Regions from separate parts of the Mus musculus genome. Here region 2 is linked to region 1. The links are chromatin contacts, called in public Hi-C maps. All regions are on one chromosome and are shown on one strand. Each heading gives the region's core, a stretch centred on a gene start, on an enhancer-like site or on the middle of the called end of the contact. The rest is flanking DNA. Distances are from core to core; before and after follow the strand shown.

Region 1 (2,892 bases), core at 177-2,676:
ACACAGGAGGAGGGCAGGGGCAGGTCACAGAGGGAGGGCCGCTCGCGCTGTGCCAAAAAATGTGAACTTTTATACTTTGGGACATGAGGAGCCACTGCACAATTTGAAGAAGGCAACTGCTAAGAGCAGGTTTCCAGTAGGAGGGGGAAAAAGGCTTGGGAAAATGTGGCGGCAACAAGGCTAGCTGGGCAGTCCAAGGCAGCAGACAGGATGACTGGTCCAAGACATTGCTTGATGCATGGAAGTGCCATTGCCAATGGAACTGGACAAATGGGACAAAAGCAAGAACAGCAACAATAACACAGCCACTCAAGACTCTTCTGGTGTTGGGCTGCAGGCGAGGATGGTGGTCCAGCAACATTGGTATTCAGAAAGAAAGCCATGCATACAGGAAAGAGGATGCCAGGTGAAGCAACAGCATGAAAGTGTTACTTATTGCCAGAGCTCTTAGGTCAATTGTTTAGATGGATGATGAACTCAAAGAAGATGATGGACTCTAACAGAAATTAACTTCACACTTTAAAAGTCTCTCCTGGAGCCTTTGGGTCCCATGGTGGCTGGAGAGGGGTGTAAAAAAGATACTTTGTATCTTTCATCTTTAGTGGTCTAAATACTTTGTAAACATGTCCACATGGAGGAAATGAGTAAAGAGAGCATCCGCCTGCCCATGGTAGTAAATACATCTTTTATTATATATGCAACAAATCAAAATTTTATTATTGATAGATTAACAAAATAAATACTGATAAATTCATTATATAAGCACCTGAACCAAAACCAACTACTGCTTCGTTTGTATTATTAATTCAGTTTAGCTGTCTCCTACACGTAGTGGTTTGCCCTATTTAGAGATGATAGGCACCAATAGCTTCATCTGTAAGGTTAATTATTGCTTAACTGGAAAACATTCCCATCAACTCTGTGTCATGAATACCCCGTCTCAGTTTTTATGGAATTATAGATCAATATAATCTCAGAACCTAAGTCCACAGAACTTTGCCAAAATAAACTAACCTGATTGATTGACCCCAATGATAGAGGAGATCATATTTTGGAAGATGCTATCATAAAATATAAGAATTTCAGACCCAGGCTCTTTGATGATGAAATTAGAGACGAAAACGCCTTATCGAGTCACTGGAAGGAAGGCCTGAGAACAATGAATTCCAGCCAGGAGAATCAGGTTCTATGCCCTGCTTCCATCCGTGCCCAGTGTGACCTTGGGCAGGGCCCCCTCACTCCCCACCCTCCCTTTGCTCATTTTCTTCCTCTGTCTCCACGTGGACTTTTAAGAAGTATTTATACTCTTAAGATGAAAGATACAAAGTATGCCACTTAAGTGGAATGTCTGAGTCACTCTACTCAGAATAGGCGGACCGAGCCACCGACCATCCAGAGCACTGACTATCTTTATCTGGGGGGTGGGGGTGGGGGGGTGCTGTTTCCCAGACTCTATGTCAACAAAGGGACCGGGTCACCTGGGCTACCTGTTTCCCAACACTTCAGTGTAAAAAAGGAAAGTGGCAAAAGAAACTTGGGGTGGGGTGGAGTGGGGGTGGTGATAGTGTTGTGACTGAATCCTACAAGTGATCTATATCTCCAGTGAGCATGTCTAAGGCTCAGAGTTTATTACAAATTCAGGAAGGCTTGCAGGTGAATTTGCATTTTTTTTTTTTTAAAAAGAAAAATCACACGGCAGTCATATATTTTCACGTATATTTAAGGTTCTGGGATCTGTATGTGTGAGACGATACCTCAGCCAAGACAGCTATTAGGTTTGCAATGAGAACATGAGTCTTAATGCCCCGGCTGAGGGTGGAAGGCTGACTGGTCAGCAGATGGTCCTGCCTTAGCTGAAACTGTTTTTGCTCCCCCCTTGACCCCCTAATTCACTTGTCACAGCAACTGAACGAAAACTCTGAGGCAAGAAGAATGTTAAAGTCCAGGATTCTTTGAACATTTCAAACATGCTAATTCTATATAGAGAAAGCCCCCCCCCCCATATAGAAAGCTATGAAATTCCCGTCCACAACCACCCAAGATCTAGCTCCTTGCCCAGAAAGGGGATAAGAAAGTGTCTTTATAACAATGTGTCTAAACTCGCCTAAGTGAAGTGTTTTGTAAAACACAAGGTGCTGTCCAAGTAGCAAGTGGTTTAGATTTGTAGGGGTGGAATACTAATTCCCAGAACCACCCAGGCATGGCCACATTAAGGTTCGTCTAGCGCGTGAGTCAGGAGACTGAATTTTACTGTGGGGCTCTTGCCATTTCTTGAGCACTGCTTGTTCTAAGTCAGGTTTTCAGAATAGCACATCTAGAGGTGGGCGACACTGATGTCAACACGAGAAGAAAACATCCTCCGTTACTAACTCTGCCTTTTGCAGCTGATCATTTCCTCCAGCCTCTGCAAGCGTTCCTGCTCCTAGCCTGTACCTCCTTCAATGTCTGTCTTTAGCAGGGACCTACTTGGTCCTGATGCAGCACTGGGGAGAGGGGGGAGTCCTGGGGTGGCCTGATTCTGACACTTCCCTTCACCATGATACCAACAGCGCTTCCTATGGGAAGGATAAGCGCTCAAAATCCACAGAAGTCTCCCGAGAAAGAGAATCCTTCAGAACCTATCTGGCAACTTCGCTTCTTTGGCACAATTTAAAGTACCGATCCTTGCTTCTTTCAACTGTTGTTTTGACTTAACAGTTTATTTCTTTGGACTCAATTGGTTTTACTGCCCGAAATCTGGATTAAAAGAAACAATACCTAAATGGCTGTAGTGTGTGTGTGTGTGTGTGTGTGTGTGTGTGTGTGTTGGGGGGTGGGGGTGGGGGCAAGGAAGGGAGATGTGTAAATGGCCAGAGATGGATGGCAGGGGGTCCCCTAGAACTTTCCAACTTT
Region 2 (2,892 bases), core at 236-2,735, 670 kb before region 1:
AATTATTACCACGTTTTTATTACATCAATTTAATCTTGCTTGTCATACTTTATAACTGGAGTTTGTCACATGACATATTATTAGGTAATTATTCCCTTTGGAATTGTGTGTTAAGATGATAAAAATGCTAAATTCAGAAAGATAGTTGCTATTTGGAAGATTTCTTTTTTAAAGCATTCTCAATCTTGCTAAACTTAGGTCTTCTTGACAACTCTCACTGTTTTTGTTGTTGTTGTTGTTTTGTTTTTGTTTTTTTAAGACCTCTGGTTCCTGTGGGTATGAGTCCCACCCAGGCCTTGGATTCCCTCTGTTACTTCTAGAACATGAAGTGATGCTTCAAATGAAAGAAGTGTTGTATACCAGGATTTCAGTGAATTAGCAATTCACCTTTTGTATTTCTTGATGATGACTTTCTACATAAAGGAAGCCTCTGTCAACAGGTCTCTCTCTCTCTCTCTCTCTCTCTCTCTCTCTCTCTCTCTCTCTCTCTCTCTCTCTCTCTCTCCCTCCCTCCCTCTCCCTCTCCCTCTCCCTCTCCTCTTTCTCCTCTCTTTCTCCTCTCCTCTCCCTCTCCTCTCCTCTCCTCTCCTCTCTTCTCCTCTCCCCCTCTCTCTCTCCCTCCCTCCCTCTTTCCTCTCCTTCACCTATCTCTTCTCTCTCCTCTCCCTCTCCTCTTTCTCCTCTCCTCTCCTCCCTCTCCTCTTTCTCCTCTCTTCTCCTCCCTCTCCTCTTTCTCCTCTCCTCTCCTCCCTCTCCTCTCCTCTCTCTCTCCTCTCTCTCTCTCTCTCTCTTTTCTCTCTCCTCTTCCCTCCCTTTTCTCCTCTCTTTTTCTTCTCCCTCTCCTCTCCTCTCCTCTCCTCTCCTCTCCTCTCCTCTCCTCTCCTCTCCTCTCCTCTCCTCTCCTCTCCTCTCCTCTCCTCCCTTCTCTTCTCCTCTCCCCCTCTCTCTTCCTCCCTTCCTCTTTCCTCTCCTTCACCTATCTCCTCTCTCTCCTCTCCCTCTCCTCTCCTCTCCTCTCCTCTCCTCTCCTCTCCTCTCCTCTCCTCTCCTCTCCTCTCCTCTCCTCTTCTCCCCCCCTTCCCTCCCCCTCTCTCTCCCTCCCTCAAATTTATTATAGAACAAAATTTTAATGCTCTCAAGCTCTGAATGAAGATGCAAGAAGTATCAGGGCCCTCCCAAACCTTGCAGAATAGACCTCTCTTATGAGAAATTCAAAAAAAAATAAGTTTAATCATCTTTCCTTCATTTTAAAATACTTCTGTTGTCATTGTAAACTCAAATAGTGCTATGGATACTATAATAAGTGAGGACCCAAAAGGGATCTTATGGAGAATTCTAGTTAATTATCCTTTCAAGCAACCTTGACCTCGATATATCAACCTGGGGAAATGAAACTAGGGCCAAAAATTGCACACTGCTGACAAGGGAATCTGTGCTTTGTTCCAGTGTTGTTTGTTTTTCCCAGATTCACCTCCTTGTGACACAATTTCTCCATGACCTGGGTAGGTCAGCTTTACCTTGCCCTGAAGAGGTTCTTCCTACTTGGCGTTGCTTCAGTTGCTCACATTTAATCTTACTACAGTCACCTTTGATCACATTTTGGATGAAGCTGATTGGTTAGGACTTATAGAAATATGTTTTAGGTGAAGATCCCTTCTCTGTGCCATGACCCAGAGCACACCAGCCAAACTAGACCCTAGTCACCACACTGAAAGGCACTTTGAGAGAACTCCTGAGGAAGACATAGGCTGTTGGCACCTTATTGCTAGTGTCATTTGGACAGCTCTCCATTGGGTGGCAGTACATGTTCAGAACAACCCTCCCAGTACCAGCTAACAATAGTTCCAAAAAGGAACTTGAAGTTCTTTTCATAAATTCTAATAATAGTCTCTTTTAGAAAAAAAAACAACAACAACAGCTCATTGGCCATGTAATTGATGAGAGATGAACAAGAACTAAACTAGCTTCCAGATGTTTATGTATTTTAGTCAATTACTGCAGAGCCCATAGGTACAGATATAGCTATCATCACTATTGTATTACCAATATCTCCTCATTCTCTGGCATTCAAGTTTTAAAAGCTAATTCTATGCCAATAGGGATTTAAGGGGAATATTTAAATTATGAGAAATGAATTCACCAGTCTTTTCCATCAAGTGTCTGGGACTCATATTACCATACTTGGTCTCTAAGCTCATTTAAAAGCTGTGATCCTTTCTATCTGGCAGGGTTTTGGGATATAGACATGATCTTGTTTTCAACATGGAATTGGGAGTTGGGGGAGCTGCTAAGTTACCGTTCCCACTGAGTTATGTGTAGAACCATTTGGTCAGTTTTCAATCTCTGACACACTTGTCTTCTAGATTTGACATTTAAACATTAACCTACTCAGACCTGTAAGTTGGAGAAAGCCAGTGACGATGCTCTTGGGGGATTCGTGTTTGGTGCCTCTCTCTTGTGACTGTGTGTTTATGCTGAAGATGCTTTTTAGTTACTTGAGCTAGGGTGCATCTTAGAAAGTGTTTTTCTGGCCACAGACAGATACCATCTGTACTTAAGTAAACGTGGAATTATTTGTAAGGGGGAAAAGATTATTAGCACCAACTGAAAACCAAATGTTCCTAAAGTGAGTCCTTGGAGCAAATGACGGAGGGTTCACAGGGTTTCTTGGAAACGTTTACAAGACGCAGATAGTTTACCTAAGTCATTGGCATTGAGAGACCACTAAATATTGCTTTAACAATTCTTAATGATTTTAATCGTCAGAAATTATAGCTTACACACACACACACACACAACTGGGTGGGAAGGACAGTATATGTGCTTTAAACATACATACTTAAATTGTAAAAAATATTTTGTGTATCTACAGACATTTTTACATGGCATACA

The links. A called contact is a pair of places that touch in the nucleus more often than the background predicts.
Region 2: a Hi-C map of liver shows a contact between it and region 1, with 3 times the contacts expected there. The contact joins two enhancer-like sites. A contact is called at or near these places in 1 of 15 datasets of contacts at CTCF or cohesin (the NIH/3T3 cell line), 19 of 484 Hi-C or Micro-C datasets (the AML12 cell line, the C2C12 cell line, Sertoli cells and 14 more) and 1 of 115 datasets of contacts at active chromatin or transcription factors (trophoblast stem cells).

What each region holds. Positions count from the first base shown.
Region 1 is chr13:114,085,040-114,087,931 of GRCm38.p6, reverse strand. All of the region lies in intron 4 of Arl15 (ADP-ribosylation factor-like 15), which reads right to left. Among named protein-coding and RNA genes, the nearest start is that of A430090L17Rik, 65 kb to the left of the region's middle. Within about 2 kb of position 1,426, at least 21 of the 459 cell types and tissues checked have an H3K27ac peak or open chromatin away from gene starts, as enhancers often do. A contact at or near this core is called in liver, where this site is marked.
Region 2 is chr13:114,756,549-114,759,440 of GRCm38.p6, reverse strand. No RefSeq gene overlaps it. Among named protein-coding and RNA genes, the nearest start is that of Gm34790, 60 kb to the left of the region's middle. Within about 2 kb of position 1,485, at least 4 of the 459 cell types and tissues checked have an H3K27ac peak or open chromatin away from gene starts, as enhancers often do. A contact at or near this core is called in liver, where this site is marked.